Linked DNA regions of Sus scrofa: region 2 is linked to region 1. The links are chromatin contacts, called in public HiChIP or PLAC-seq maps. All regions are on one chromosome and are shown on one strand. Each heading gives the region's core, a stretch centred on a gene start, on an enhancer-like site or on the middle of the called end of the contact. The rest is flanking DNA. Distances are from core to core; before and after follow the strand shown. Region 1 has its middle 38 kb from the start of E2F6. Region 2 has its middle 26 kb from the start of PDIA6.

Region 1 (4,993 bases), core at 1,292-3,791:
CCAAATGTCATTAACACGTGGCTGGGGTGTGGCTTATGGCCAGTTACTGCTGGTAGAGTTTGAATCGATTCTCTCCACCAGCCAACCAACCAACGCAGGAACCAGCCTGTCTAAAGCAACACCTGAGAAGCAGCAGACACTGAACTAAGAGCCAAGCAAACAACAGTGAATCAAAAATATCTCCATCCTCACGGAGCTCCTGGATCTTAAACGGTAGTATACAAAGCTAGCTGGGGGAGAAGTTTCCAGTACAGATTCCAGGAGTTCCCTGGTGGCCTAGTGGTTAAGGATTTGGCATTGTCGCTGCTGTGGCTCGGGTATAATCCCTGGCTTGGGAACTTCTGCAGGTGAGGCCAAAAAAAAAAAAAAATTTTTTTTTTCCTCTCTCCTTTCCTAATTCAGTTTGTCAGTTCTGTTTGGAGCCCAGGAATCTGCATTGTAACAAGCCTCTTGGACGGTCTGTGTATAACAGAGCAGGGCACTTTGAGACTCATAGGTCTAGCAGAACAAGTAGTTTGGTTCAGAGAATGAGCCAGAAAGTCATCCTTGTTGCCTGCTCTGTGAAAACCCATCTGGGCCCTTCAAAGATTGCCAGCTGGCACAATATTAAGCTTTGTCAGTTGAGGGTGCTAGAAAGACACTTCAGGAGGGAAAAAGGTTTTGCTTTCTCAATCTGGGGTGCTTGCAGGGCAGACTCCTGCAGCACGTGCAGCTTGCCCCAAGTCGGGCTTCTCCAGGGCACAGTGGTCCTCAGTGGCCAGCTGTTTCCCCTGGCAGCCCCCTGTGGGCAGTTTTGTCACAGAGAGCCTCTAGTGAGACACCTTCTATGACGTTTTCCCCTGTAACAAAGAGAGAGGGTGATTTCTCGCAAGTTTCAGAGGGCAGATTTCCAGCAAGTCCCACGGCACCGCAGTGACTTCCGTGCTAGCCAGTGGACAGCAGTGAGCCAGCCCGTCTCCCCACTGTGGTCGGGATCTCAGCCCTGGGGGTGGGTGGGATCTGGACCTTGGTCTCCGCCTCGGAGGGTCTTAGGGGTAATGACTGCTCTTTCTCCCTGCTCTGCCTCTATTCCGTCGAGTTTTGTTCTTTTTAGCCAATCCTTTGTTATTCCAATCTCTTGTTATAGTTACTAGTTGTTCGTATTAAACTCTGCTTGTTCAAATGACTCTGTGGTTCTTCTTACAATTGTCCCAACAAATATTCACTCCCTTTCCCTCCATCCCTGTGGGAGAAATATATTTTCCTGCCCCATCAATGTTGAGCTTGGTTGGCCATGTGACCAGCTTCGGCCAATAGATTTGGGCAGAAATGACAGTGCACCAGTCCTGAGCCTAGACTTTAAGGGGCATCACATGTTTCCACCTGCACCAGGCAGCCACCACCATCCCTCCAGCCTCGTCCCTAAACGACACTGTCCAATTCACGCACCTGAGAACTTGAGGATACTTTTTTTTTGTTTTTTTTTTTTTTGCTTTTTAGGACCAAACCCAAGGCACATGGAGGTTCCCAGGCTAGGGTTGAATCAGAACTGCCAGCCTACACCACAGCCACAGCCACGCCAGATCCGAGCCTTGTCTGTGACCTACACCATCTCACGGCAACACCAGATCCTTAAGCCACTGATGGAGGCCTGCAACTTCATGGTTGCTAGTCGGATTTGTTTCTGCTGTGCCACAACGAGAACTCTGAGGATAAAGTATTAGCATTTTAAGTCACTGAGTCTGGGGGTGGGTGGGTCGGGAAATTGTCACACATCATTATGGTGGCAATGCATGACCAGTATACTGTCTCAGGAGCAGCTGCTGCTAGTATAAGATTGGACATGTGGGCGAATGCATTCATTTGTGCCCTCACAATTCTGTCTAGTGTATTTGATTATTTCTTTTCATAGATAAAATAGCACTAAGTGAAAATAAGGCGCACTTCACATTTTATCTAAAATGGTTTGCAGTTCTAGACAGAGGTGTTTACCTTTCACCTTATCCGATTCAACTCATCTCCTTAAAATACTGATGTAAAGAATGCTGTCTAGGGCGTTCCTTTCATGGCTCAGCGGATGATGAACCCGACTAGGATCCGTGAGGATGTGGGTTCGATCCCTGGCCTCGCTCAGTGGGTTAAGGATCTGGTGTTGCCGTGAGCTGGGGTGGAGCTCGCAGACATGGCTTGGATCTGGTGTTGCTGTGGCTGCAGTTCCCATTCAACCCCTGGCCTGGGAACGTCCGTCGGCCACAGGTGCAGCCGAAGAAAGCAAAAAAAAAAAAAAAAAAAAGAGGGAATGCTGTCCAGGTTTTCACATTGCAAGTAATGGTTTTACATAGGATAGATTCCATCATCTTCATGGAAAAGGGAGAGTCGGAAAAATTAAATTCCCTTGCAGATCTGTCCCCTCTGGGTACTGGGAATAGCAATTTCTAGAAGAAAGGTCTTGATACCACTGCCAAATGGTAGCTTCATAAACATATGCCAAGTGAGCTGTTTTCCATGGGGACGCCTCCTGCAGCTGGCGTCACCCTGCACAGCGAGCAGCTAAAGATACCGCGGTCTCGGCGCTGACGTCAAACGGTTATGAGAATGCCACCCAGCTGATGGCTTTGCTCTGAGTCCCAAAGTGGAAACATGAGCTTTGCCCGCATAAGAAGTTCCAACGAACTTGGCAAACGAATCCTCAAATGCTCCTCGTCATCACTTGTTGGAAAAAGCTCAAGTGATTTTTCATTGTCTCGATTTCTGTGGAAGATCGCCTACTACCCAAAAAGAAAAAAAAAAGGGACAAAAATCAAGTGGGCTATTTCCTAAGGCAGGGCAGAAAGAACAGAGCAGAAAGAAGGACAAGAAGGTCCACTGCTGAAAAAAATAAAATAGATGGAGACTCCTGATCAAGGAGACACATTTTTTAGAAAAGTGGGCTGTGCTGTTTTATTTTTAAAATGACATGCCACGAATGACACACACTGTACAGCATGCATGCTGTGTACTAACCTCTCCCCTAGTTCCAGTTTATTTTTTCTGCCCTTAGTTGCCCTTTGCCCCAATTTCCTTAACTCTAAAAAAATATCCTGTGTGGCATATTTTGATAAGATGTTGGAATGTTAATACAGTGTGAAGCATTAATAAGTAAAAGTGTCATATTTCAAAGGATTAATACCTTTTTAAATTGCCTCTGATGGATGAGTTTAGGCGAATCTGAAAAGAGCACAAATCGAGTTCCCTAATTGAATATAAAAATAAATGTCCCAGATTTCCAAAATCAAGATCTAAACAGCTACTTCAGAATACATATATTTACATGTGTGTTTTATTTGTATATATCATACATGTACACATCTGTATGTTTCATTGTACATATATATGTATATCTATTTATATGAGACCTATAGCTCAAACTTCTAATGAAAGTTCCAGGGGTTTACAGCCCAGCTAAAATAGACTTAGCCATGAATTGCAACACCCAGCTCAAAAACCGGCACTACCGCTTTCGTCAGATTTGCTTCTTTTCACTTTTCACCTGATATCCGTGCCCTGTGTCTTTGTGCCCATGTGTACCAGTCAAGGGAAGAGAGAACTGATCAGTGGTAGAAGAAATGGGACCAGGTAGTAGTATGGTTTTCACAATTTTTTTTTTTGTCTTTTTAGGGCCTCACCCATGGCATATGGAGGTTCCCAGGCTAGGGGTCGAACTGGAGCTGTAGCCACCCGCCTACACCACAGCCACAGCCACATAGGATCTGAATCCCGTCTTCCACCTACCACAGCTCACGGCAACACCAGATCCTTAACCCACTGAGCAAGGCCAGGGATCGAACCCGCATCCTTGTGGATCCTAGTCAGGTTTGTTAAGCGCAGAGCCACGAAGGGAACTCCAGTTTTCACAATTTGATACTTAATATTTCCCCAACTTCTAAAGCGTCGTCCAAACATTAAGACATTTTCCCATGGCAATAGCATAAGCGCGAAGAATTCTAGAACCTTAAAACATAGAGCCAACCAAGGGGTCACCTCTGTCTCTCTGAAGCAAATGTGGAACCGTGAATCACCCATCCTGGCTCTCAGACTTGTTAGCCGTGCAGCCCTGGGCAGGACTGTCATTTAGCCTCTCAAGACCCAGCTCTCTCATTTCTAAAAGGAGGGTCAGGATACCTATCCGACAAGGTAATATGAAGATTAAGCTATTTATATCTCTTACTCCAAAGACTGGCACGTGCTCAACAAAAGCAGTCATTGTTATGAATAGAGAATAATCACAGCGGTCATAAAATGTAAAACGATTCATAAAAACACAACAGATCTAGGGGCAGCTGAAATTGCTACAATTCACTGCCCAAACAAGACACAACGTTTACCTGCCACCCAATTGTCCTTTGGCACCAAATGAAATCCTGCACGAAGAATGATTCTTTGAGAGGGTTGTAAATATATTCTCAGAGTGAAATACGACATGAGAGCCTGTCTGCAGACAAGTGAGTCGGCTTGTGATGCGATGACATTTCTACCGAAGCTGTCATTAGAGAATCTGCAAGAATTTTGCAAAGTACTGGACACGATGTTCAGCTGCTTTGAAAGCTGATGAGCACAGAGCAAGGCATTCATTGCCTTGTTATCAAAAGCGAGTCAGTGTCACGATGTTTTCTGACTGAATAAGTTACCATATGTTAAGCGGAAACAAATGTTGAAAGGCTTGTAGCCAAGCGACACGTCAATAGTTCTGATTTTTTCCACCCTGAACACATTTTAATTCATCCTAACATGACCATCTAAATTCACCAGAGGTTCAGAACTAGCCAAATGGAAAAACAGCTCACAAAATGGGGAATCAGTTCAATCCATGGATTCCCAAACTCTGTGAATGTCAGCATGAACCCGTTTCCCAGGGCTGGTTTTTCTCCTCCCAGTAGTTTGGTAGTTCGTGCTGGACTCATCTGCCTTTATCCCCTGCTTGGGCTTGGGTACAATCCAGGTGCAAATCCTGCTATTGAGGAGAGTATTTCAGATG
Region 2 (4,993 bases), core at 1,595-4,094, 440 kb before region 1:
AGGGTTTGAGCCACATCTCTGACCTACACCACAGCTCACGGCAACGCCAGATCCTTAACCCACTGAGTGACGCCAGGGATTGAACCTGCGTCCTCATGGATCCTAGTTGGGTTTGTTAACCGTTGAGCCACGATGGGAACTCCCACTTGGGTCAGTTTCGACTTAGCCCTTGGAAGCCTAGGTGAATTCACTGCTATAAAGAGCCACGAGGAGCTCACACAGAGGCCTCAAGTCGATCGGCTCACCCCCACGCCCCCCTTGGCTTCCCTCGCCCCCCGTGGCTGGGGCCTTGGGTCTGCCCAGTTCCAGGGACCCCCTTTATATTGTAGTCGATGAAGGGGGTGGCAGCTTATGGAACCCCTGGCCTGGCTGATCCACAAAGGCTCTCCCAGGGTGCCAGGAACACATGGCACCGGTCACAGCGCCTGGGGAGAAGGGTCACCTTTGGGTCACTGAAAGCCTCTTCTGGCAGGGTGGCCACAGCCTCTCGGCTCCCAGCTGCAAGTACTGTGTACCATGTGACAGCCCCGTACACAAGGCAGGGTGGATCCTTGCCAGCCCTCTCCGTACCCCAGACAGAATGTGTCACCAGCCACTGATCCAGGTTCACTAAAGAGCCTTCCCATCACACCCGAGGCTGCCACCCAGCCAGCCCCAGTGTCAGGCCAGCTTTGCAGCAGGGTGGGTGGCCGTTTGGCGTCCAGACCCAGTGTGGCCCAGGCTGCTTCCTGCCTGAGGGACCTTCGGGGTCTCCCCCCTTTACCACGCAGGCTCTCCCCCCCTCACCCTGTCCATGCAGCTGCCACCTCCTCCTGCTGTGCAATTCCTGGGATCAGGGTGGCCGGAAGCAGGTTCTTGGGCTTCTTGCTGCTATTTCTCCAAGCTTGCATGTGCACCCTTGCACTGAGAGTTTTCAATCAGTCCTACGGGTGTGTAATAAATGCCATCAGTCCTATAGGTGTGCAATAAATGCCAAGCTTGCATGTGCACCCTTGCCCTGGGAGTTTTCAATCAGTCCTACGGGTGTGTAATAAATGCCATCAGTCCTATAGGTGTGCAATAAATGCCAAGCTTGCATGTGCACCCTTGCACTGGGAGTTTTCAGTCAGTCCCGGGACCTCACAAGCCTTCAGAGGACTCATTCCCTGACTTGTGCCAGGTAAATGGGGGCTTCAGTCTGCTCAGAACATTCCTGAGCCCCTTCTCAGAAGTTTCCTGAATGCCTGTGGATTGGGCGTAGATCCCTGGATAGTGATGCATCCTTCTCGTGGTGACAGCAGTTTGGAGCCACTGCAGGGTAGGGCAGGCATTTAGGCTGAAGCATATTCTTGGGGTAAATACCAGCGCACAGCAGGCTCTCCAGTATAATAAGTGGATGTGGAAATTGAGGCTGGAAAGCTTAAATGATGTTCTCCTGGGCTAGAAGCTACACAGTGTCTTCTTTATTCTGGTTGTGCCCACCGCATGTGGAAGTTCCCCCGCCAGAGATCGAACCCGAGCCACAGCTGGGACCTGAGCCACAGCCGAGGGCTTAACCACTAGGTCATCAGGGAACTCGCGGCTACAAAGTGTCTTGAAGGGGAACTCTGGGTCCTGGGCGGACTCCCGGGGCAGCGGCCAGCATCTGGTTCTCAGAAGCCGCAGGCATTCATGGGAGTTTCCTTTCTCCCAGCCTGAGCCAGTGCTTCTCTGTATTTTGCTTATCTTTTGATGATGCCACAGAGAAATGGAATTCAAAAATACATTCTTCTTCCTCCCCCAACCCCTGAACTTCTGAAGAAGATTTCAACCTGACAAACTTGGCATTGTGAGTTTTCTAAATACTGTTGCAAAATCCCAAAGGCTTATACAGTAAGCACCATGCAGATCTGAAGAAAAATCCCCAGTGCATTTTTATCTTTTCTCTGGCAGTGGCAGCTGCATAATTTTAAAAGGAGGCAGCAATTCAGTCTCCTTTCTGGCTCCACTTCTGAGCAAAGATTAAAAAGCTGAAAATCTCGAACTGGATCAAAGAGAAGCTCTAGTTCTATGTGGGCTGTGGAGGCTGCCTGCAGCAGTGGGCTTTGGAGAGAAAAAGCCTCTCAGTGGAAAGAGAACATTCTGGAAACTTCTAGATTTGTTTGCCTCCTTCTCTGAAAGGCCACTCTATGGTACTGCCCCACACAGCCGCTGGCCCTTGGCCCCTTCAGACTGACTCTGAGGGGTGGGGTCCTGGTTGGGCCTGGACCATCCAGGTGTTCAGTGAACAGGTGTTGGTTGGATGAAGGACAAGGCCTCCCTGGCCTAGGGGAGTCTGCTGGAGCCCCCCCCCCCCCCCCCCCCCGTTATAAACCCAGAGCTAGGCGCTTCCCTTTTCTTGGGGCATGGAGCATCTGACACAAGGCGGCCATTCAGAAAATGTTTGTTGAATGAATGAATTTTATAGCATGTGTTTATGAAATTAGCAATACTTCTGGGATTCCTGAGCACTTGTTCTGGGTCAGCTGCCACTTCACATTTTACCCATTCGCTCTGCAGGCCTCACCAGCAGCCTGTGAGCTGAGAAGCATTACTTTTGTCTTAGCCGTGAGATGGCAAGAATGGTTCAGGGTCATCCAGCTGGCAGGTGAAGGAGGCGGGCGACACACCCAAATCCGGGGACTCTAGGGCCCGTGTTCCTGACGGTCCTGGCCCTCAGTGAGTCACTGCGATTGCACGTTCCCACCTGTCACCATCTGGGCCCATTACTGGGCTGGATTCTTTCGCATCCCCGCGCGCGCGCCCAGATGCCAGAGACTCAGCCCAAGGGTGGGCGCGGAGCCGCGCGGCCGGCCTCGCCCAGCAGGTGGCGCTGCGGGGGCGCTGGATCCCGCGCGGGGGCCTGGGGGTCAGGCGGCCGGCGGGGGACCGGATGGGGGGCTCCCAAGGGCGGGCGCTTCCATTTCTGCGTGAGCCAAATCGAGCCGATGTTTTCGTGAACTAAACATTTCGTTTCGGACGAAACACAGTTTGACTCATGAGGACGCGGGTGCCGAGCGCAGGCCTGAGTTCCATCCGTAAGGGTCACCTTTTCCCCGGGGACCGCAGCCTCCCCCCCTAAGAAAGGACTACGGCCCACGCTTGGAAACTGTAAAGTGCTGCTGGAGCCGATTAACCCAGGGGAGGGAAGCGTGTCACTTGATCCCTGGCCGGTTTCCTCCTGTTTGGGCTGAGTCTCTGTGACAGGACTCCTTAGAGCTCAGCCTCAAATGACCGTGGCTGTGTATGGACAGTGACAGCAGCGGATGAAACAAAATCTTGCTTCCTGCCTTACCTGGTCTAATTCTCACACCCCGTTAGGGCAAAATCAAGAAGCAGCATCTAAAACCTGGCCCTGGGAGGGCGTTCCATCGTGGCTCAGTGGTCAGGAACCCAACTAGGATCCATGAGAACCCCGGTTCGATCCCTGGCCTCGCTCAGTGGGTTAAGGATCCGGCGTTGCCGTGAGCTGTGGTGTAGGTCGCAGACGCGGTTCAGATCTGGGATCTGGTGTGGCCGTGGTGTAGACTGGCAGCTGTAGCTCTGATGCGACCCCCTAGCCTGGGAATCTCCATGTGCCATTGGTGTGGCCCTAAAAAAAAAAAAAAAAAAAAAAAAGGCATGACAGGTGACAGCTGTCCTGATAAAGAGGGACCCTCAGAAGGAACCAACTTGCCAACACCCTGATCCTGGACGTTCCGCCTCCAGATGCGTGACCCTGTCAACCTCTGTCGTTGAAGCCCCTCCGTCTGAGGCACTTTGTTGGGCAGCCCGGGACCTAACTTATGAGGAGAGCCGTCCACCAGGAGGCTTGAGATGTGGTGGCGTTTGTAACACTTGGCCTCTCCCCTTGGTGGGCACATCTCCCGTCCCAGGAGTGACATTCTCACAAGGACATCCTAAATATCGCCCCGCCCCCTGGGGGGGGGTGACAGGGAGAGGAAAAGAGAGCATATTTTATTAACTTATCCCCTGCTTATAAAGATGATTCTATATGACAAGATTTAAAAAAAGCAAGGTAATCAGAGAGAAATAAAAATGAGAGGAAGAAAAAAAAATCAGATGATGCCAGGGCGAGGCTGGCATGGAAAGCACAGACGATGATTTAAGGAGCGCTTGGCAGTGTCTTACAAATATAGACTCTTATCCTGCCGACAACCTGGCGAGGCAGGTACTATTATTATCCCCGTCTTACAGGCACAGGAAGGTTATGTAACTTGCCCCGGGGACACCCAGCTACTGGGTGGTGGGCCTGGGATTTGAACCAGGCACCTTGCTGCACGGGTTCCTGCAGCCCCTGCTGCTTCTGAGGTCACGGTCACGCACAGGTGTGTGCGTGGCCACTGGGGCTGGAGCAGAACAAACAAGCAATAATTTTGACGTCTTGCATTTTTGTCTCAGAAAGCATGGCCCTTTTGCCTTTCATCTCGTATTTCTGAATCTGTGTAACAGATGTTGAAAATTAGACTTTTGTTCTGCCTGAGTTTCGCCTGAGACCCTGCTGGCCCAAGGGCGAGGGGGCGGTGGGCCGTCGCTGCAGGGAGCCCAGGCCAACCGACTCCACCTGCACCTGCCTCATCACCTCCAGGGGTTTGGGGAGGCGGAGACCGAGCAGGGGCTTCTCTGGAGAGGGTAAGGGGACCGCCGGGTAGACGGGCATGGGTCTTTGGATGGAGGAGCCCGGGACTGAGATCTGAGTCCCCCCAGAACATTCTGGAGGTGAGAGGCGTGTTCGCTGATGGTGATTAGTGTTGCAAGCTTGTCATTCACTCGCATGTTCATGTCACAGACGTCCCTGGCGGTCCCCGTGTGTGCCAGCTCACGCTGGGTGCTAGAGACAGCTGGGAACGAGACCCACGGCTCTGCCGACCCTGTATTCCAGGAATGGGGCTGTGGCCTCCGTCCCTCCCCTTCCCATGCCCTAAAGATAGTGAACTCTGAGCACGGTTTCTGGTACCCGCTCTGGTGCCCGTTTGGTGCCGGCACTGAGCCTCCT

Evidence for each region. HiChIP or PLAC-seq counts read pairs in DNA pulled down with a chosen protein or histone mark.
Region 2: an H3K27ac HiChIP or PLAC-seq map of skeletal muscle shows a contact between it and region 1, with 4 times the contacts expected there. The contact joins two enhancer-like sites. A contact is called at or near these places in 7 of 47 Hi-C or Micro-C datasets (brain, embryonic fibroblasts, heart right ventricle and 4 more) and 1 of 2 datasets of contacts at active chromatin or transcription factors (skeletal muscle).

Annotation. Positions count from the first base shown.
Region 1 is chr3:125,283,294-125,288,286 of Sscrofa11.1, reverse strand. No RefSeq gene overlaps it. Among named protein-coding and RNA genes, the nearest start is that of E2F6, 38 kb to the right of the region's middle. Within about 2 kb of position 2,541, at least 12 of the 83 cell types and tissues checked have an H3K27ac peak or open chromatin away from gene starts, as enhancers often do. A contact at or near this core is called in skeletal muscle, where this site is marked.
Region 2 is chr3:125,723,177-125,728,169 of Sscrofa11.1, reverse strand. No RefSeq gene overlaps it. Among named protein-coding and RNA genes, the nearest start is that of PDIA6, 26 kb to the left of the region's middle. Within about 2 kb of position 2,844, at least 10 of the 83 cell types and tissues checked have an H3K27ac peak or open chromatin away from gene starts, as enhancers often do. A contact at or near this core is called in skeletal muscle, where this site is marked.